Linked DNA regions of Mus musculus: regions 2, 3 and 4 are each linked to region 1. Evidence: chromatin contacts called from public HiChIP or PLAC-seq and promoter capture Hi-C data. All regions are on one chromosome and are shown on one strand. Each heading gives the region's core, a stretch centred on a gene start, on an enhancer-like site or on the middle of the called end of the contact. The rest is flanking DNA. Distances are from core to core; before and after follow the strand shown. Region 1 holds the start of Ndufb7 (NADH:ubiquinone oxidoreductase subunit B7). Region 2 overlaps Elmod2 (ELMO/CED-12 domain containing 2). Region 3 overlaps Clgn (calmegin). Region 4 holds the start of Ddx39a (DEAD box helicase 39a).

Evidence for each region. HiChIP or PLAC-seq counts read pairs in DNA pulled down with a chosen protein or histone mark. Capture Hi-C pulls out chosen DNA fragments and counts their contacts.
Region 2: an H3K4me3 HiChIP or PLAC-seq map of embryonic stem cells shows a contact between it and region 1, with 3 times the contacts expected there. The contact joins the enhancer-like site here to the promoter of Ndufb7 in region 1. A contact is called at or near these places in 1 of 39 promoter capture datasets (erythroid cells), 3 of 484 Hi-C or Micro-C datasets (CD4 T cells, erythroblasts and pre-pro-B cells), 4 of 115 datasets of contacts at active chromatin or transcription factors (bone marrow-derived macrophages, embryonic stem cells and large pre-B cells) and 2 of 9 other capture datasets (liver and pancreatic islet).
Region 3: an H3K27ac HiChIP or PLAC-seq map of microglia shows a contact between it and region 1, with 4 times the contacts expected there. The contact joins the enhancer-like site here to the promoter of Ndufb7 in region 1. A contact is called at or near these places in 1 of 484 Hi-C or Micro-C datasets (the G1E-ER4 cell line), 4 of 115 datasets of contacts at active chromatin or transcription factors (embryonic stem cells and microglia) and 2 of 9 other capture datasets (embryonic stem cells and liver).
Region 4: a promoter capture Hi-C map of adipose tissue shows a contact between it and region 1. The contact joins the promoter of Ddx39a here to the promoter of Ndufb7 in region 1. A contact is called at or near these places in 3 of 39 promoter capture datasets (erythroid cells, liver and stem cell-derived epiblast-like cells), 2 of 484 Hi-C or Micro-C datasets (CD4 T cells and embryonic stem cells), 3 of 115 datasets of contacts at active chromatin or transcription factors (double positive thymocytes, effector CD8 T cells and embryonic stem cells) and 3 of 9 other capture datasets (adipose tissue, liver and pancreatic islet).

The regions. Positions count from the first base shown.
Region 1 is chr8:83,563,710-83,569,179 of GRCm38.p6, reverse strand. It overlaps Ndufb7 (NADH:ubiquinone oxidoreductase subunit B7), which reads right to left and starts at 2,422. Exons shown (of 3, transcript NM_025843.3): 1 at 2,250-2,422. The coding sequence starts at 2,361.
Region 2 is chr8:83,313,768-83,319,237 of GRCm38.p6, reverse strand. It overlaps Elmod2 (ELMO/CED-12 domain containing 2), which reads left to right. Exons shown (of 9, transcript NM_178736.5): 7 at 1,439-1,507; 8 at 2,304-2,437; 9 at 2,777-5,470. The coding sequence ends at 2,922. Among named protein-coding and RNA genes, the nearest start is that of Elmod2, 16 kb to the left of the region's middle. Within about 2 kb of position 3,372, at least 11 of the 459 cell types and tissues checked have an H3K27ac peak or open chromatin away from gene starts, as enhancers often do. A contact at or near this core is called in embryonic stem cells, where this site is marked.
Region 3 is chr8:83,415,979-83,421,448 of GRCm38.p6, reverse strand. Clgn (calmegin) reads right to left here. Exons shown (of 15, transcript NM_009904.4): 9 at 1,132-1,245; 10 at 880-1,030. Among named protein-coding and RNA genes, the nearest start is that of Scoc, 24 kb to the left of the region's middle. Within about 2 kb of position 3,003, at least 5 of the 459 cell types and tissues checked have an H3K27ac peak or open chromatin away from gene starts, as enhancers often do. A contact at or near this core is called in microglia, where this site is marked.
Region 4 is chr8:83,712,888-83,718,357 of GRCm38.p6, reverse strand. Ddx39a (DEAD box helicase 39a) reads right to left here and starts at 3,181. Exons shown (of 11, transcript NM_197982.3): 1 at 3,021-3,181.

The DNA.
Region 1 (5,470 bases), core at 1,173-3,672:
TGTAGGAGGGAACCAGGCAAATAGATGGTCTCCCTCTTCAGAGGGACACAAAGTAGGCTGAGCACACTGTCTTTGAATGGCTGGCAGCCTTACTGACTGCAGAGGGCAAACCAAACCCAACCAAAACCAGAGTTAGGAAGTGCTGGAAAGTGGGCCATGAGGCAAGGGCCGAGTCGGGCAGATGCCTGGGGCAAGAACATCTCAGGTAGAAGGGGGCCAAAGCCTTGAGGCAGCAGGCACCTTTCCTGCTTCCGGGTTTTGACCTAAGCTCAGGGAAAGGTAGAGCTGTCCTTGACAGTGACTGGGAAGGTGAGCACGGTAGGCTTAAGGGGAGGACAGAGCTGAGACTCAAAGAGTACAAGACAGACATTGAAGACAGAGGGGTACAGCCAGCAATCTCGGCACTCAGGAGCCTGAGGTAAGAGTTTTGAGACTAGCCTGTGCTACACAGCAAGATCCTGTCTCAAAAGGAAAATAAAACCCAGGCTGGGCTTGTTGGCTTACTCCTGTGATCTCAACACTCAGAGGTTGGCCAGCCTGTGCTACAGAGTGAAACCCTATCTTAAAAATTAAGGTGTCAGTGGAAGGGGGTGGTGGCTCCTGGGGGAGGAAAGGGGATGTGATTTCAGGAGGACACTCTGCAGACTTCTGGCCGTCAATGCACACGAGTGCTCACATACACATGTACCACTAATAAAGCCCTAAAATTCAGAAAACAAAAGTCAGCAATGTCATTTATAAGTTCAAGGTTAAGGCTCCCCTTGGAGATCAAGTGGACAGCACTGGTGTACACCACACAGTTGTGAGCTGCCTCCAGGGCAGAACAAAGGAGGCAGCAGCTTCAAGGCAGTCAAGGGAGCCGAGGAACAATCAGTGAGAGTGCGCAGGGAAGTGGAGGTGAGCAAGGTAGAGGTGGGGAATGACAGGTGGAGCTGGGGCTGGCTGGGAGCCTTGAGAGGAGCCCTTCAGTAACGGGGATTTTTATACTTAGGTTTTGAGACAGGATTGCTATCCATCCCAGGAACTCATGATGTTCCTGTGGGGGTGTTTCAAAACCATGGACAGGAGCCTGATGAGAGGTTCGGGAGCAGGATCCTTTCATTGTAGAGGGTGGATGGAGGATATAAAGGGGTGTGTGTGTGTGTGTGGGGGGGGGTTCACCTGGAATGGGGACTCCGCCAGGCTAGGGACAAGTCATTTGGAAGGAGTTTGGAGATGCATGGGTGTGGGAGCAGGAGCTACTCTTGCTTTCTCACAAGAGCTTGCCTAAGATGAAGAGGCAGTGAAGAACTATAGAAGCAACAATGTAGGCTATAGCATCCCTGAGCACCACTGGGCCTATGAGCTCTGTGCTCCCGAGGCCAAAGGGAAAGGACTGTGAGTTAGAGACTAGTCTGACTCAAAAATAAGAAGGGGGTCTGGAGTGAGGAAGCAACTTGGAGACCAGGTCAGCAGGGCCAGCTGAGTTTTACCAGGGTTTTGGATTAGCCAAGCAAGAGAGGCGGCCAGGGAGTGCTGTATTTTCAAAATGACTATGGGCAAAGCAGGGTGTCAGGTGGGTAAATGTTCTGCAGATTCAGTACTGACGGAGCCATCTTCTAGTCGACACTACAACCTTTTGGTAAGGCAAGTCATTTGTGTCTTTCCCCTGCTTACAAGTGGGGCTCTGTCCCTCCCTGGTACCAGCTTCATCAATCTCATATACACCCCTTTTAGCCTGTGCTTCTACACTCTTAAATTTGCTTCCCAGATCTTTTTGGACACGCTGCTTTGTCCAGGGGGCTCCCTGAAGACAGCGCCAGTGGCTCTCTGCTACCCTGGGGCATCCCAAGTGCCAAACTAGGACTTTGTCCAGAGCTGTCACTCTGATTTTCCTATACAGGAAGAATGAGAACCTTGCGAGTACACACAGGCCTTGGGTTCCTCCCCCAGCACCATCACACTAGACAGGACAAGGAGCATGATCGCTCCAGCCCCCCAACCTTGTATTATTGTACGTAACCAAATGCTAGTGACAATGTATGGAGATGCAAAGAACATGTCCTAGGCTCCGCGCTGTGCCCAGGACGAAGTGCACCGGGGCAGTCTCATCTTCCCGTTCTCTGCTGTCTCGTCCCAGCCTTTTGCTTTAGCCATCCCCGCACAGCCTCCACACTCAAGGAGGTCGCCCTCCCGACTCGACCCGGCCCTCCGCAAGCAGGCAGCTGAGTTCCGCGGGATCTGCGGTCGCGCCTGCGCACTGAGCTCACCTCGCTCCTTGCGCTCCGGAAAGCCGAGGTCCGGCGGGAAGCTGGGTATCTTCTCGGGGTCAGGCTCCACCGAGGCATCCCACAGATAGCGCCGGGTCAGGTGCGCCCCCATGGCTACTCTGCCTTACCCTTCTTTAGTAGCCGGGGTCACCTCGCTCCCACCTGGAAGCACTGCCCCTTCAGTGTCTTCCGGGTCATCTAGGCTGCGGCGGGGGTCATAGAGATGAACGATGGAACGCTTCCTGGCTCGCTGACACCCCCTGGCGGTGTGGAGGAGACAGAGCGGGTGCGGCGAACGCCAGTTGGCTAGAAGGCCAGGCTGGCCAGGGAGTTGCAGGGAGGAGTGCGGGTGTGGAAGCGGGGAGGTGGCAGGGTCCCCTGTGCTCTGCCCAGTGCTAGGATTATAAATGTGTGCCACCAAGCCTGCTGTATACATGTGTATACATGGGTACTGTGGACACCCTGGACCGAACCATCTTCCGCGTTCCTCTTCCTCCTCCTCTTTTTTTTTTTTTTCTTAAATTAATTTTTTTTTCTGGTTTTAGGATAGACCCCCAGGCCTAGCATATGGTAGATAAGTGCTTTCCCACAGATATACACTACCATTTCCAACACTCGAACTTCCAAACACTTTCCCTAGGTTTGTCGGTGTGAGTGCACATACGTAGGTGTGCTTATGAGTGCATTTGGTGGTCAGAGGTCAATTTCTGGGGTCATTACTCTGTCTCTGTCCAACTTGTTTGAGACACTGTCTCCCACTGGCTTTGAACCCTTCAAGTAGGTGAGGCTGGCTGTCTAGAAGGCCCGAGAGATTTAACCGGGCACCCTGTCTGTGGTTCTGGAATTTCAAGCGTGTGCCCCCACACCAGGAGTTTTCTTACATGGGGTTTGGGGACTGAATTGAGTTCTTTATGTTGGTAAAGCAATCACAGTAATGACTGAGCCCTCCTTCCAGTCGTTGTTCTTCTAAAATGAATACTTTGTGATCCTGGTCTAGAACATGGTAAATGAAGGCTTTACCACTGAAGCCTGTCCGTAGTGCCCAATCCTGACCAGAGAGGGCGCAGCCAACCTGATGGTCTTAAAAGCTCTTGGTCTAGAGCTTCTGAAGGAACCACTCTCTTCCTTGCTCCTAAGTGTCTGTCAGGGTGTGTCCTCTCTTGGCTTGCTCTCTCCTCTCATCCAGGACAGCTTATTTGACTCAGACTAAGCACACCTCTCTGTTCAGAGCTCCCCAAGGCGGGCTGGTCTGTAAGCCCCAGGGATCCTCTTGTCTTTGTCTCCTCTGGGCTGCCATGCCCAGCGTCTGTTTTACATGGTATTTTAGTTAGGGTTTCCATTGCTGTGATGAAATACCACCAGAAGCCATTTGGGGAGGTAAGTGTTTTACTTCCCGGTCTGGAATGCAGTATGTCCTGACGGGAATGTCCTGATGGGAAGTCAGGACAGGAACACAGACCCTGGAGGCAGGAACTGACACAGTGGCCACCCAGGAGTGCTGCTTACTGGCATTCTCAGGCTGCTTTCTTTTCTTTGTATAGGGTTTCTCTGTATAGCCCTGGCTGTCTTGGAACTCACTTTGTAGACCAGGCTGGCCTCGAACTCAGAAATCCGCCTGCCTCTGCCTCCCAAGTGCTGGGATTAAAGGCATGCGCCACCACCGCCTGGCTCAGGCTGCTTTCTTTTAGTACCCATGGCCACCACCTCAGGGGTTACACCACATGTCAACCACTAAATAAAATGTACAAAAAAAAAAAGGAAAAAAAAAAAAGAGAAGAAAAGAAAAAGAAAGAAAGAAAATGTACTCCAGACTTGCCTTTGGCCAATCTGGTGGGGTGTTTTCTCAGCTGAGGCTCTCTCTTCCACAGTGACTCTAACCTATGTCAAGTTGACATAAAAAGCAGGTAGCACAGTGTGGCTTCTTGAGATCAAACATAGGTCTTTGCCTTTGTGAGACAGTACTTTAAAACTGAGTGGCTTAGTTAGGGTTTTATCACTGTGAAGAAACAAAGAAAACATTTAATTGGGGCTGGTTTATGGTTTCAGAGGTTCAGTCTGTTATCATCATGGTGGGAAGCATGGCAGCATCCAGGCAGGCCTGGTGCTGGAGAAGGAGCTGAGCGTTCTGCACCTTGGTCTGAAGGCAGCCAGGAGGAGCCTCTCTTCTCCACTGGACAGAGCTTGAGCACATACATGTTGTCTTTCCCCCTCCCTGTCTCTCTTTCTTGTCTATGTCTCTGTGACGTGCAAACACTCTGTCTTTGTGTCAGACATATACTCTGTGTCTCTGTCTCCATGTACACACACACAATTCACGTGTCGGTCTCTCTGTGTCTGATACACAAACCTCTGTCTCTCTTGGCGTCTCTCATACATGCCCCATGTCTCGTTCTCCGTTCTCACCCCCGTGTCTTATTCTCTGTTTGTCTCTGTCACACATACTCTGTCTCTGTTTCACACATATTATCACATTCTGTGTCCTACACATACTCATTCACACTCTGTCTCTCTGAGCATGTCACACACACTCTTTCGTTCTGTCTTTGCTTATCTCTGTTATACACTTCCTGTCTCTGTCTGTCTGTCTGTCTATCCCCTCAGTCTCTGGATCTCAGTCTGTGTCACACACACACACACACACACACACACACACACACACACACACACACACACACACACAAACACACACACACACACACTGTCTTTTGTATTTCTATGTTCTCCCTTTCTTGTTAGTTTGTCCTCTCTCTCTCTCTCTCTCCCTCTCTCTCTCTCTTTCTCTCTCTCTCTCTTTCTCTCTCTCTCTCTCTCTCTCTCTCTCTCTCCTTTTTTGTATTTCTGAGACAGGATTTCCTCTGTGTAGCCATGGCTTTCCTGGAATTCCCTCTGCAGACCAGCCTGGCCTCAAACTCAGACATCTGCCTGCCTCTGCCTCCCAACTGCTGGGATTAAAGGGGTGCGATACCACACCCAGCTCTTTTGCATTTCTGAGCTTATAATCACATTTTCCCTTTCCCTCTAAACCCTCTCATATACCCTTCCATACTATCTTCCAAATTAATGGCCTCCTTTTCATTGTTATTGCATCCATATATGCATATACATATATGCTCCTAAATATAACCAGCTCAGTCTGTATAGTGTTACTCCTATGTCTGTTTTCAGGGCTACTGTTTGGCAATTACTTAGTTGGTGAGCTCTTCCCAGGGGAAGACCACCTC
Region 2 (5,470 bases), core at 2,123-4,622, 250 kb after region 1:
GTTTGTCTCTTGTGTGCATGTCTGTGTGTGTGTGCACAACTGTCTGTGTGTGTGCGCATGTCTGTGTGTGTGTGTGCATGTTTGTGTGTGTATGTGTGCATGTTTGTGTGTGTATGTATACTTCCAGTGCCTTCCCCTTCCTGTGTCTTTCTGCCTCACTTTTGACATCTGCTTAACAGTCATGACCACCCCTTTCTGGTTTTGTCGTCTTGTTTCCACTGTGTGGACTCTGATTCCATTTGGGGCAACACCCAGGTTAGGTGACATGCTCCTCACTACCTCTGGCCCTGACCTGAACCCTGAGTCCAGGCTATAACAACCTGCCTGTTCCCTCAGCATTTAGGCTACATGCATGCAATCCCAGATATGCAATATAAATCACAACTGATAGTCAGCACTCTTCCAGTAAGCAAGAGGAAGATCAAGTTCTTATACCAGTGGTTCTCTACTTGTGGACTGTGACCCCTTTGGGGGCAGCATATCAGATATTTACATTATGATTTATAACAATAGTAAAATTACAGTTCTGAAGTAGCAATGAAACACTTTTATGGTTGGAGCCACTCTGCTAGATAGCTATACAGGTGTATACACCATCGTGTTTGAGTTTATCTGTGATCGTGACTTACAAATTGTAACTGATGTTGAGAATGGGAAGCCAGTAGGTTTTTTTTTTTTTGGATAATTTTTAATGTGAAAAAAATCTGAATTGAACTAAACTAATGCTGAGAAAATTGTTTAGGTCAATGTGGGTAAAGCTGTTGGGGAAAGGATATGCCATAATGAGATTTCAAGATCTATGCTATTTTAAATTATAAAAGCATGCATGTTTTGGCAATGCCTAAAGCTTAATAGTTCTATGTAGTTCTGCTTCCTAAAGATAAATCACACAGTAAGTGACTTCCCTGCCTCCACTGGAAGAGACTCCTACTGAGCCTGGGGTAACGTGACAGAGTCTGACTCTAGACTGTGCGGAGGGGTCTTGGTGTACCTCTGATGACCTGCAGTTTCTTCACTGTATTTAGAGCATAGGCTGATGTGAAGATGGCCAGCATCCACGTCCATTAGTGATGATCTGCTTGTCAGCAGTGTGTTACAAGCGCGCACTCTAGCGTGGCAGAGAGGACAGACAGTGAGGAGAGTGGCCCGGCAGCTGCACTTTCGTATTGGACAGGATGAGAGTTGGCAGATTTCAGAACTGTTCTTTTGTAAGCAAATAGGACATCCCTTTGTAGGTGATTTCTCTGCTGAAATGGTCTTGCCAAGAGCCAGTCTGTCTGTGGTCCTTATTTAATCAGGTGCCATCAGGTGCCTTGAGGTGGAGATGGTGGAGCTGTGGCAGCGAGGGCACGGTCTGACAGTGCACGTGCCTGCTCTGAAGTATTTACCCTGCTTTTGGTGGGACATCTCGCTTCATCATTTCCCTTGACTTGTTTAGGTATTTCAGTGAAAACTACACCAGCGAAGCGCATCAGATTCTCTCCCGCTCAAATCACCCCAAATTAGGGTAAGCTGGGCAAACAAAAAAACTAGACTCTTGAAGTGAAAATGACTGTATATTTCAAAATGTATCCTAAAATGATGTTATTTTAATGATTGAAACTGCAGAAAGGATAATATAAACTATTTTAAGGAAAAATGATCATAAGTGTTCTATGTATTCCAAAATAAATTTTATCACATGATGTAGTTTATAAAACAAAGATAAGGGCTCATTTTTTTTTTTCAAGGACTATTTCAAAGTAGAAGGAGAAACTTAGGAAAATCTGAGTTAGCTTTGAAAATAGTAAAGAAAATGCAAATTGAGCCCTTGTTATTAGCTTTATATTGCTTTGTATATAATAACTAGAACAATAAAGCATGGTGTATATGGGTGTCCCTCATTGTATTTAAATGTTGCAGTCAGAACTTTTATTTTTACTTCTTAGCTTCTATTCAGAAAACAACAGTCTTCAAAAAAACAAGCACTTTGCGGGGCGGTGGTGGCGCACGCCTTTAATCCCAGCACTTGGGAGGCAGAGGCAGGCAGATTTGTGAGTTCAAGGCCAGCCTGGTCTACAGAGTAAGTTCCAGGACAGCCAGGGCTACTGAGAAACCCTGTCTTGAAAACAAACAAACAAACAAAACAAAACAACAAGCACTTTGATCTTTCTCACTGTCTGAGTTCAGAGAGGTTACTGCAAAGTAGGCCCTGTGTCAGGAGTGCAGTAGAGACAGTTTGGAGTGGACTAATGAGCTCTTTACATGCTGTAAGCTGTTACGAGCGTCAGCTAGCTGTGTAACTGGCAATGTTTCTGACGTAGGTATTCTTATGCAATAGTTGGAATCAACCTTACAGAGATGGCTTATAGCTTACTGAAGAGCGAGGCCCTGAAGCTTCACCTCTACAACTTTGTCCCTGGGGTACCAACGATGGAGCACTTCCACCAGTTTTACTGTGAGTATCGGGGTCAGAACCAGACCTGACCAAGAGCAATTCTAACACTCAGCGAGGCAGAATATAGAGCTTTTAACCTAATGCCTCTGAATACAGAGTTTATGCTTATCATTTTATTGTTTAAGATCTTTGCTATCCAAGAGAATAATGGAAGATGATCTCTAAGTGCACTTTAAACATTACTGTCTATATTTGAACTCAGATTGTCTGGCTGGTGTGACAAGCAGCCTTATTCACCAAGCTGTCTCCCTGACCCAAGATGCGTATATACTTTCTGAAGATGGTCTAAATAGATGATTTTACTCCTGTGGACATGTATTTGTGTGTTTTTACTTGCAGGTTACCTTGTCTATGAATTTGACAAGTTTTGGCTTGAGGAAGAGCCAGAAAGCATTATGTACTTCAACTTGTACAGAGAGAAGTTTCACGAGCGGATCAAAGGACTCTTGATGGATTGCAATGCTGTGCTCACTTTGAAAACATGAACCATCCGTGTATCTTCACTTTCTACCACATTTTGCACACACAACAGAATTTATATGTTATTATAGAAATTATCTGATTAACTACACTCATATAATTTCCTACAAAAATACTTCAGAAACTCTATTTAAGAAAGCTAGCGGACAATCAGTGTATGTTTACAGTTGTTTATACACTGTTCTCCAAAGGTCCCTTACCCTTCCAAAGAGCCCTTCCGGAGGTACATGAACTACAGTTTGGAACTTGGGTCTTAGCCTGTTAGTTTAAAAGTATAAATCAGGTATATTTATAGTTAGCCAATTGATCACAATGTGCACAAGTCTGTTGTCATTTTATGTGTGGTGCTCCCAAGCTGGTGTCTTTTTGAAAATTCTGCAGGGTCATTGTTTGCTCTGGAAGTGGCTTTTGAATGCCCTTTGTCTTTTTATTTCTAGGCAAATCAGCACAGGGTGCCCTCTGAGGCTTTCTTTGTGTCTTTAGCTCTTGTCAAGATGTCCTGTCCTTGGAGCAGAGGGCACATGACTCTGTCAGGGAAGGTGGACAATCATGGCTTCCTTTTGATTTTTCTGGTCACTGACTAAAGAACCGAGACGTGGCAGTACTGATGGCTGCTTCTTACTTATAAGTAGCCCGTGTGGGAGGTTTTATCCTAAGGAGTCTAGGCATTTACTCCAGGTCAGTATTTGTTTTTATCAGCTGTAGAAGGAACCTTCCTCAGAGCCCCCTGGGAGAACCCCGCCTGTGTGTTTAGAAAGGAGGTGCCTCTGCTGAGAAAATCTGGACTGCATTTGAAACATAGTTTCTTTTTCGATAAAACTGTCTTTGAAACTTACACAAGAAGAAAACCGAGAGCTTTTTAGACATCTGTTCCCTATCATTGGTGTGTTTGACCTGCTGTTCACTTTTGCTTGCCCTTGATTTGACTCTGGTGTTTCTGGGTAATATTGTAGGGACCTGGGTTAGTGGGCTGGGACATGCTACCATAGCCTGGATCATGACTGTGCATTTTTGTATAGCTTTATTCTCCAAAGTCTCAGGAGGGCAGCAAGTATTGTCGAGGATTCTATGTGAGGGGATTCTAATGGGGTGGTTTCCTCTTGGCATGCTTTAGCAATTTGTTCTCAGAGCAAAACAAAAAGAGCCTAAAGATAAGAAAGATGATTGGACTTAGAAGCACTGAGTACGTCCCGTGGAAACCAGTCTACAACATGATAGGTTAACCTAAAACATGGTGCTGTTTTGCACATCTTTTAATATCAGGTATTTAAAGACTAGCTTGTGTGATAGCGGAAAGTTTGCTGTTTTCTCACAATTTGTTCATGTTTTCTGTCAAGCCTGTCTTCCCACTTGTGGGGTTGGGGGGAGAGAGCAAGCATGAGAAAGTCATGTGCAGTACGGATGTCCCATCAGAGAGCCACAGCTGGAGTGTTGTATAGCACTGTGTTGCAGAGCATGGGTTCAAATTGCTTTTCCTTAAGGAAGATAAAACTTTTTTTAAAAGTAGCTTTGTTTTATAATACTAGAAAGGATTCAGCTTTTCAGTATTATAGGAATTTAATAATTGATTTCTTATAGGGGACTTGTTGACCCTGGTAATACAGTAATTTCATTTTTGAGAAATCTTTTGTCACCCAGGTTTTAGGATGCATTGTGTACCAAAACCCTAACAAGGAGCCCATGGTTACCATTGTTGTCCACTGTATTATAGTGTGAAGTCCTCCATGGAAAGCAGCTGTGTTAGTCTTTAACTTTTGTGCTAAAAGTACTTATGCATGTATTTTAATCTTTGAGCAGCCTAGATCTTGAACTGATTTAACTCTTTATCAGCATATGTAACAAAAAGCATACTTGAAGTATGAAAGAGGAAGTAATAATAATAATAATAAGTAATTATTTTCTGGCAGAAAAAAATCTCTAATGATGTTAAGAACATATTGTCATGGTTTGGTTAATGTCACAGTCCTTAAATCCTCCTTTGTACATTACAGATATTGTTTGTTTTTTTTTGTTTGTTTGTTTATTTGTTAAAATTATCATTAGCCATTTCAGATAATTATATAGTGAACTGATGTGTTAGCCAATTCCAGCTTCAAAGTTCTGATCTTCTGGGAGCTTGACTGTCACTAGTTGTATACTAGAATGGTTCCCTTACTTGCAGCAGACATCAGAACTTCATGCAGTTTTAAAACGCATGTTTAGATGCTCCCCTGTGTCTAGGACTTGTAAAATTACAATGTAGCAATTGGTAGTAATGGCATTGAAGTACAAGAAAGTTACGTTATTTTAGATTAAATCCAGTAGAATCGATGTGGAGATGGATTCTTGTACATGTGACGATGAAAATATTTCACCAGTGACAAGAGCAGCATAAGAATAGAACCACAACATTTAACAGTTGAGATGCTCTGAAAGACAATCTTTTAAACATGGGAGACACTTGGGTATCATGGATCCTAGACCAGGCTCTTTGTAAATAAATGTAACAGTACAGGTAGGTATAAAAATGAACTAGCACCATTTATAGTTCAAAACTCAGACTGTTTTTCTAAA
Region 3 (5,470 bases), core at 1,754-4,253, 150 kb after region 1:
GACTAGAATGTAGGGTGGGGACTCCAGGTAGGCACCAGCGCAACCTCTCCATGTTCACAGGAAGTGTCTGGGTACAATTCTCTTGCCCCCATTCTCCCACCCCCACCCCCATCAGCTTTCAGACAGCAACGCTTTGCAACAGCCTGGCTTGTTTAGGGAGTTCCATGGGATCTTCTTAGCCAATGACTCAATTGAATGTGCCCTGCTCTCACCACTGGAAGCCTTGCCTGGCTACAGAGATGACTAGTTGGGACTCTGTATTCCCCATTACCAGGACCCCTCACTAGGATCACCTTCATAGATTCCAGGAAGTTTCCACTGCACTAGGTTCCTATCCCTCAAGTGGTCCCCCAATCCCAGCCATCTCTCCCTTCACTCTCTGTCTTTACCTCATCACTCCCCAATCTGATCCCCACCCACCCGCAGTCCACCCATAACATCTATTCTATCTTCCCCTCCTAGGGAGATCCATGTAGTCCCTCTTTCCTAAATTAGTTGGCTTTCTTTCTTTCTTTCTTTCTTTCTTTCTTTCTTTCTTTCTTTCTTTCTTTCTTTCTTTCTTTCTTTCTTTCTTTCTTTCTTTCTTTCTTTTTGGGTTTTTGTTGTTGTTGTTGTTGTTGTTGTTGTTTGAGACAGGGTTTCTCTGTGTAGCCCTGGCTGTCCTGGAACTCACTCTGTAGACCAGGCTGGCCTCGAACTCAGAAATCCGCCTGCCTCTGCCTCCCAAGTGCTGGGATTAAAGGCGTGCGCCACCACACCCAGCGGTTGACTTTCTTTAACTTCATAAAATTACAAATGAGACTTCTAAGAGCTGCAGACACTGGTGAGGATGAGATAAAACGATCCGACCTTACTGCAGAACGGGGACAGTGCTATCACCTGGTAGTTAGGATTATTGATCATTGGTGGTCTCCAGATTCCTTTGTATTTTGGGTTATCGATCATGGGAGGTTTCCATTCTCCACATCCAATCTGACAGGCTGGATTAGGAATATGTGGTGCCTCCCATTCTCCATCCATGTCGTCACTCCTGCAATGATCAGATATTAGCTCCCAGGCTTTTAGGAAGCAATGAGAAGTAGTAAATAATCAAGATACACTTGGCACCTCGTGAAACTAAGGAATGCTCACCAGTCCTCAGGTTTCTCAGCTTTAGGATTGGGGATAAACTTTGGTTCATCATCAAGCCAGCCATCAGGTTTAACAGCACTTGAGTCTTCTATTTGGGCAGGTTCATTTTCATCCCTGTAAATACATTGTTACAACAGTGAATTTACTCTTCTAAGAAGTTCTTAAATACACATGTCAAAATGTCCAGAAGGTACCATGGCAGTATGTCCTATCATTTGGCCTGTGAGCCTACTAAGGGCATTTTACAGGCCAACACACACACACACACCCCACACACACTGTTCCCTTGTTGTATGTGGTCTCCTGTTCCATGCACACACTGCACACACTTTTTTACATAAAGGATAACACTGCATACTCAGCAAGCTCAATTTTGCCTTTGCCACTCAAACTCAGTCAAAAGTTATGCCCTGGCTGCCTTGTGACACGGTTTGCGTTGTGTGATGGAGGCCTGGTTCCCGGTGAGGTGAGCTTAGAGGAGGGGTGCTGCATCATGAGGGTTTTGATTCACAAATTAATCTATTTTCAGATTCCTAGCTTAATGGATTTCAAGCAGGAGATCCTTCTCTGCTTGCTGATGTCACAACGTGGCCAGGGCTGTTTCACAACATGCTTCTTTCCAAGGTGTCCTGATGGCACAGCCAGCGACAGTGGAGCCGGCTACCTCTGGATAGAATGGCTGACACTGAACCCAGGTATTTCTTCCTCCTGTGTTGACTCCTGAGTGTTTTCTGTCGCAGTGAAGCAAATCTAACCCAGACATTTGCACCGAGGACTGTGCTCGTTTCCACAACCACCTCCTACCATGTGGCTCAGAAGCCTGTGGACCATGTCTGTGTGTGGGAATGGCTCGGGAACGTCTCAGTGCAGACTCAGTGTAGAAAGAGCTTGCAGGGCCAGAAGCAAGAGCTCAGTGGGCAATCCTGTCCAGAGCTCAGGCAAGACAGGCGATGCGGAGAGGAATGTCGATAGTGGGGCCTAGTCCAGATATCCAGGAGTAAGGACTCTCCATCCAAGCTAGGTACACACTTCAGAGCGAGTGCATAGCCAAGCCATTCATATCTCTCTAGGCAGCTTATTTAGTTTACATTATGAAATCAGCCCTTTGTTGACTATATACTGTAAAAATATAATCTTTCCTCTTTCTACTTTTCCAGGTTTTAAAAATATCACATTTAATTATTTCTCTGTATATGTCTGTGTGCGCGCACATGAGAGTGGACTCGTATGCCACAGCACACAGGAGGTCAGAGGTCAGGGGACAACTTGTAGAAGCTGGTTCTCTCTTCCAGGTGGGCTCCAAGGTGGAACTTTGCCCATCAGGCCCAGTGGCAGGCACCTTTACCTAATGAGTCATCTCACCAGCACGCATACGTTTAAAATAAAAGTTTCTGCTCTTCTCCCTCTCCACTTCCATCCCCTCCATCTCCCCCTTCTCTTCCCTTCTTTTCTCTTCCCTCCCCTCCCCTCCCCTCTCCTCCTCCCCTCCCCCTCCCCTCTCTTCTCCTCCCTTGCCCTTCTTTAGACAGGGTCTCATGTAACCCATGCTAGCCTGGAACTTTCTGTGTAGTCAAGAATAACTTTAATGTCCTGACCCACCTGCTCACACTTTTCAAGTGCTGAGCTACAAGTTTCTAACACGGTGCCTGGCCATGACTCTATTGTTCCTTTTGCCATACACAGACTGTATGTTTTCCAGAAGCTAAATTAATTAGCATTTTATGATTTTTCTAATTCATGTCATATTTTAAAAGATTCTTCATACTCTCCGATACCTCTAGCATTCTAATTTAGAAAGCAACACTGACTTAGGAAGAAAACTCTGAGGGGCACGAGCATGGTGAGTGTTAGGAGAATGACCATGACGTCACCGTAACATTACCGCTGCGGAGATGGGGACGCTGTGACCCCATCTGCTCACTCATGGCTGCAACACAGACTAAACCCAATCCTATTAGTGCACAGACTCAGCCTACCCGACCTCAGGGACATTCTCTGAACACTCACAAGCAACCAGACGCTGGCTTTTGACAAAGCCTTTCTTTTGGTATCTTCTAACAGAAATCTAAGGCATTTGCCAAGCATGAAGCTGTTATCTACAGCTTCTTCCTCTTTCTGGGTCTACAAGCCTGAAACAGTGTGGGTTCGCAGGGGACGCACCCCTGTACTCAGGACTCATCAAGAGATGCTGGGAAGTGGTTTGCTCCTCCTGCCCTTTGCAAAGCTTGTCTGAAGGGAAAGGCAACCCCACCACGGACAACATCTCTCTGGATCTGCAGTACTTGACATGTTTGGTTTTCCTAAGAACAAGACCCGTGTTCTGTGCAGGTGGTTGCATCAATGTTTGCAAACACATGACTGGAGGAAATGACTTTTCACATACAGACAAAGAAAACAAAATCAGGGATCCTAAGATCCTGGGTGTGTTAGAGCACCTGGAAGTGGTACCTCCTCTGGGGGCAGTGGGACTGTCTGCTGAGTTCACGCCCAAGGTGGCCGGGTGCTGGCACTGACCAGAAGGAACAATGGCAAACAATGAAACACACATGCATGGAGCTGCCGGGATACCCAGTAGAGTAGCAGCCAAATCTACACATCACACAAACTGCAGGCCTATGTTCTAAGAAGCTCAAAGAACAGGAAGACACCATGAGGAAAAAGACATTTATATCAGAACATAGCAAAAGCAAACATCTGAAAACTGGCAATGTGGGAGAATACCTTAGAATTGAAAATAAGTGACAAGCTGGGCAGAGATCATCCACCCACCATTACAAACTGTGAGCTTTCAGGAAAGGGGTGCCTCGTCAGAGGCCGCTGCTCAGCCATGCTTAGTAGTCAGTGAAAACTATCCTTAAAAAACTACACTGATAGAAACACATTTTCAGCATGTCACAGCAGGGAGAACTCATGGGAAGCAGGGAAGAAAGAATTGAATGTGTGTTGCCTGCAAGAAACCCACTTTAGGGCCAGCAAGATGGCTCAATGGATAAAGATGCCTGCTGCCAACCTGAATTCAATCCCCAGGACCTGCTTAATGGAAGGAGAGAACTGACTACCTCAGGTTATCCTCTGACTGTCACAAGGGCATTGTGGGGCACGCGCGCGCGCGCGCGCGTGCACACACACACACACACACACACACACAGTAATAAAAATATTTGACAAACTAAAAATGCTACTTCAGCAAAGAATTGATAGACACCGTAGTGAAGGACCAGATGCCGAGAGGTGCAAACCGTGAGGTAAGACAGTGACACTGCAAAGCTTTTACACTCAAACCAAAACTAAAACAAAAACTCGCAAACACAGAGATCTAAATGTAAAGCAGCTGAAACCCTCCCACAAGGCTGGAGGGACTGCACAGGAGCATAGCCTGAGACAGGCTGGCAACTTCGCATTGGTTCACACATGCGTTCTCAGAACAGTCCAGCAATTCCGTGCCTTGGCACCTACCCTCCAAAGTTCTGCCTGCAGATTTCTATTACAAATTTACTTGTAATTCCTCAAAACTGGGAAATCGGGGGTGGTGGGGGTGGGGGACTGGAGAGATGGCTAAGAGCACTGACTGCTTTTCCAAAAGTCCTGAGTTCAATTCCCAGCAACCACATGGTGGCACACAACTATCTGTAATGGGATCTGATGCCCTCTTCTGGTGTGGCTGAAGACAGCTACAGTGTACTCATATACATGGAATAAATAAATAAAGCTTTTAAAAAAAAATAAACTGGGAAATCATGGGGATTTCCATTAACTTGTGAATGGATGGAGCAATCATGACGTATGCCCAGTGCTGTGTGACTGCTGCAAACAGAGGCACCAACACCAGGCAGGCATGGGACCCAGACCAAGAAGCCAGACCCTGTAAGAGTCCATTTCTGCCAAGCTACAGGGATGGAAACCCCATCAGGGGTGCAGAATGCTGCTGGGTCCTGGGAAGACGAGGATGCCACAGACCCCTGTGTGTCCATCAGAACCCACAGAGCTGTGCATCACTAATGCGTTTAGCAGCATACAATTTATACTTAAATTGTAAGTAGTACCCAACAAAAGAAACCAAAAAGATAGTAACAGTGCTGAGCAGGTGGGTGTGAGTCAGCACCAGCCCCTCACTGTGACTGAGAAAGTACAGACAAGACAGGCATGTCAACAAGCATGTAAAAACCATGTTATGGTCTCACAGGAAGCTTTTTTAAAAACTCTCAGGATTTGTATTCACACCTTTGTGAAGTGTCCATCCAGCTAGGGGACAAAAGGGTGACAGAGTGCTAATTCTAGACTCAGCTATAAAACATGGCAGCCATTTTAGGGGTGCTGTCTCTCTTTCTTAGATCACTAT
Region 4 (5,470 bases), core at 1,932-4,431, 150 kb before region 1:
CAGCTGCTTTCCCATATCCTTACAAGTTTAATTCAGGCGGTCTACAGCAAAGCTTTGTGATTCACCCCAAGGGCTACCTACATTCCCCCATCTCAAAAATATTTATGCCATTCTCAGGGGCAGTCTTGACTGACCAAGAAATCTTATCCAGTAAATTCCACTTACCAAATCCAGTTAGGCCCACCTAGCCACTTCTCACAAAGGTTGGTCCCAAGGTGAAGTGACCTTTTGTTTGTTTCTTTAAAATTGGAACAGCTTTACTGAAACAATCATATGATATACAATTCACCAACCAAAGCACACAATTCAGGAGCCACAAACATGCTCACACAATCAGCTCTAACACCAGGCAGTGGTAGTGCACTCCTTTAAATCCCAGGACTTGGGAGGCAGAGGCTGGCAGATTTCTAGGTTCGAGGCCAGCCTGGTCTACAGAGAGAAACCCTGTCTTGAAAAACCAAAACCAAAACCAAAAAAAAAAAAAAAAAAAAAAAAACCAAAAACCAAAAACCAAAAAAACCCAACCTTCTGGATGAACTAGAGAAATGGCTAATTGATTAAAAGTACATGATCACATGATCTTTCTTTCAGAGCACAGGTTCAATTCCCAACATCCACATGAAGGTCGACAACTGTCTATAACCCCGGTTCCAAAGAGACCCAATGTCCTCTTCTGACCTTCCGACCAAACATGCACTCTGAATATAAATGCATTCAGACAAAACACTTCTATAAAACAAAATCAGTAAATTTAAAAAACCCCTGGGCCTGGGGTGTGGCTCACCAATAAATGCCTAGCATGTGAGAAAACCCTGAACTCCATCCCCCAAACCACAAAGTAGCCTGCTGCCCACAACCATCGCCTGCCTAACTCCCAGACAGTTACTCTGCCAAGAAGCGTCTGCAGACTAGCCTTTTCTGGGCATTTTCTATAAATAGGTTCAGACAGCATCACCTGGCCTTTTACTTTGATTCCTTCACTCTACCATTCTCAACACCCACCCAGAATGGGAATAAATGCTGAATTCCTTTTTATAGCCAAATATAAGATCATGTGAATTGAACCCCAGTGCTCTGAAAGAATGAAAGAACATGTGCTCTTAATCAATCAGCCATCTCTCTAACCCATCCAGAGGTTTTCTTTTTGAAAGGTGGTGAAGCATATTCAAGTTGATTGTGCTGATGCCACAGCATGTAAGAATATCACGGGTGTCATTTTTGGGTTACATTGTTTTGTCTGGATCACACCAACAGCCTCCTCAGTGTCCACTGATCCCTATGCTACACAACTCCCACAGCAGGCAGAGGGAGCCTACTCCAGCTACATCACACCTGGCTGTCACTGTGCTGTACGAGTCCCCCACATCCACACACCCCTACACATACACAAGTGAAAATGCTTAGGTATCAGTCCTTAAAGCACTAGACCCCAGCAAAGGTTTAAAGCAGAGACAGCTAGGAGAGGAGAGCTGAGCAGGCCCAGGGCCTGTGTTGTGTACTTCAGTTGCTAACTAGGCTTGGAGTTGAGTGATTCAGTAAGAATTTGCTCAAGATGGAGTGGAAGATAAGAGCAACAGCAGGGAGAAACTAATTCACTGAAAGGGAATTAGCTGGGTGGGGTACTGAAGTCGAGAAGATGAGTCACCAAAGAGCTCAAAGCCAGTCCTGGGGAGAAAAGAATCACACATCTCTGGGTTCAAACACCTGAATGACCAAGATGTACCTATTTCTATTTGAAACTGAGTCTCATGCAGGCCCTCAAACTTGTGTGTAGCCCAGACTAGCCTCGAATTCCAGATCCTCCTGCCTCCACTTCCCAAATGCTAGAATATATTAAAAATGAATTCTAAAAAATGCCTGAGACAGGGACAGACAGATCTCTAGTTCCAGGCTAGCCTGGGCTACACAGTGAGATCTTGTTTCAACAACAACCAAAAAACTTTTAAGTTCTAAGACTGGCTAGGCAAGGTGGCCAATGTGGCTTAAGAATTAATGATGCTTTCACACGACCTGAGTTAGGTTTCTCAGTTTACATCCTTCTAACTCCAGGGTCAGTACTTCCGGCCTCCTAGAGCACCTGCACACAGGTAGTCATTCAAATATTTACACCTAAATAAAAAACTTCAAGAACAACCTCGATTTCAGGAGAACCTATCTTCTGGCCTCTCATATGTGTACTCTGTCTTTAGGCAGTACTGCTTTAAAAACATTTATTGTGCTGGTGAAAGGATAAATGTGAAGCCGGGCTTAGTGGGACACGCCTTTAATACCAGACCTCCGGGGACTGAGCCAAGTGGACCTCAGTGAGTTCGAGCCCGACCTGGTCTTCAGAGAGAGAGTTCAAGGACGACCAGGATTATGTAAAGAGATCCTGTCTCAAGAATCTAGGCACACAAAAGGTTCCGGGAACTAGTTGAGGCGCAACTCGGAGCGTATGGCCCCCCACCCCCAATACGTCAGGCCTTGCTTCAACCAGGAAAATGAAACAAGTGAACCCAGACTGTCACAGACCTAAAGTTTCAACTATAGGTCCAGGCAGACCAGAGGCAACGGGCTGAACCGGCCTCACACCGGGAAAGCGACGCCGAGTGAATGGCCACGTTCCTAAGAGGCGCGACACTGGCCTTCCGCATCAGAGTCTGGAGAAGAATCTCCTGGGCGAGCGGCGGAACAAGACGGGAAGCCGGTGACTGCAGACTCGGGACGTCTGCCCAGATAGCCTGAGTCCTCTCGCCGTGACCGAAAACGCAGTGTGGATCCGCCCGGTCCCTCAATCCCACCACGGTACACATGGGGCCTCCGAGAGCCGCCATTCCCATCACCGTCCCCGGAAGCCGACCTACTAACGGCTGGCCCGCCCCTGGCGCATGCTCAATGGAGCCCAACGGCCGCCGGCTCGAGGTGCCTAACCGTCCCGCTGCTGTGCGCCCACTCCTCCCGCTGCACCGCGCCCCGCAGCTTCCCTTTCGGCGAACCCACAGCCCCGCACCGCGGCCCCGGCCTCGGGACCCGCCACTTACCTGCCGCCCGGTTCGCCTCCGCGAGCTGCAAAGAGAGCCACCCGTCCGGTTCTACGCCGCGACCCTGGACGCGCGCTACAGTGCTTCCTGCCTGGAGCCCAACTCGAGTCTCGCTCACTGGATAGCTGGCTTATCACTCAACAGAGGAAAGGATGATGGTTGGTTTATAAGGACGCTGTCGACCGGCTATTGGGCGTACCTAGACTCAGGTTCATTGGGCAGTCGTAAAGTAGGCGTGTCCAAAGGGGGAGTGGGCTAAGCGGCGGTTCCCGCCCAGTCACGTGAGATGAGTTAAGGGCCACAGTGGATACTGCCACTTTTAGCTGGCATCCGCACGTTAATTGCGCGTGTATGTGCCCCAGCTTTTTAAAGTGTCCTTGCCTGCCTAGCTTAGAAGCCCTGACTCTTTTGTTTGGTTGTATCATTTCGAGACAGGGTTTCTCTGGGTAGCCCTGCTGTCATGGAACAACTCCATCTGTGACCAGGCTGTCCTCAAGAGATCTGCCTGCCTCTTCCTCCATGTGATTGAAGGTGTGAGTGCTGTGATTAAAAGCGTCCACCACCACGCCCAGCCCCCCTTTTTAAAAAGATTTATTTATTTTTGGTTTTCGAGACAGGGTTTCTCTGTGAAGCCCTAGCTGTCCTGGAACTCACTCTGTAGACCAGGCTGGCCTCGAACTCAGAAATCCGTCTGCCTCTGCCTCCCAAGTGCTGGGATTAAAGGCGTACACCACCAGGCCTGGCAAGATTTATTTATTATTACATCTTAGTACACTGTAGCTGTTCAGACAGCACCAGAAGAGGGCGTCAGATCTCATTACAGATGGTTGAGTCATGATGTGGTTGCTGGGATTTGAACTCAGGACCTGTGAAAGAACAGTCAGCGTTCTTAACCGCTGAGCCATCTCTCCAGCCCTTGTTTTTCTTACCCCTACATTGTACCACCACCAAAACAAAAATCCCAGGCCGTAAACTGAGCTCATAGTTCCAGAAAGCCAGCTCTTTGGGGATTGCAGAAGAAAAGCAGCTGCCTGACCCCAGATATCTGGTGATAGAAAAAGACCTTGTCTAAGGAAAACAGCTAACCCCCATTCTGCCCCTATGAAACCTTCTTCTCCCTTCCCCATCCTTAGCTATAAAATCCCCAGCCTGAAACACAATCTACATTGTCTAGATCATGGTACTGAGAGGCTACCTGCCAGATAAATAAACTCTAGATGTTAATGCTGTCTACACTCATCCTTTCTTTCCACAAACATAATTCTTTCTCTCTCTCTCTCTCTCTCTCTCTCTCTCTCTCTCTCTCTCTCTCTCAAAACAAAACAAAACAAAACAAACAAACAAACAAACAAACAAACAAAAACCAGTCAGAGTGGCACAGAACTTTAGTCCCAGTTCTCTAGAAGCAGAGAACTCTGCTTTCAACTAGCCTGGTCTACATAGGATAGTTAGAGGCAGGCAGAATTCTTTGAGTCCAAGGCCAGCCTTGTCTATACAGTAAAGTCCAGGATAGCCAGGGCTACAAAGAGAGACTCTGTTTCAAAACACAAACACAAAATGAACAAACAAACTGCCCACACATCTAGATTCCATCCCTGCAGAGCTGAAACCACTCTTAGTTATGACCATGGCAACTCATAAAAGAAAGCATCTAGTTGGGGGCTTGCTCACATTTCCAGAGACTCAGTCCCTTATCATCATGTGGGGAGCATGGTGGGACGAGTGGGAATGTCTTACTTTGTACACTGCTCTGTTGGCGTGTTTGTATCTGTGCAATGGAGATCAGCGAGCCCTGAAGAGCACACGCATGTCATTAAGGCTGGGCAGCAGCACCATCTCACTAGCCCTTTATTTTTATCTTTTGTTTATTGAGACAAGGTCTCACCACATAGCTCTGTCTGGCTTGGAAATCATGTAGATCAGGCTGACCTTAAACTCATATATACACCTGCCCCTGCCTTCCAAGTGCTGAAGTTAAAGGTATGTGCTACCTTACCCAACATACTTTATTTTATATCACTCAATTGCCAAGGCTACGCTGAAGTCACCATCTTCCTACCTCAGTCCTTCAGGTGCTGGGATGACAAGTGTCCCTTGCCCAGCTAGCTAGCTTTGTAATTAGCAGGGTCTCAGTGTTTCTAGTTTCCTTATTTGGTGTACTGAGGGTGGACTCAGGGCTGCCTGTGTGCCAGGCAAGCCCTCTGCCACTATCTACAGCTCCAGGCTTTGTTTTGGTATCATTTGTTTTAGGAGTTTGCTTTTTAGCCTTTTAAAAATATTATATATACGATCCTTTTGCCTGCAAGTATGCACGTGTACCACGTGTGTGCCTAGTAGCCCCAGAGGTCAGAAGATGCCATTGGATCCCCTGGAACTGGGGTTACAGACAATTGTGAGTTGTCATATGGGTACTGTAGTGGCTATTCCTGGTTGTCAACTTGACTATATTT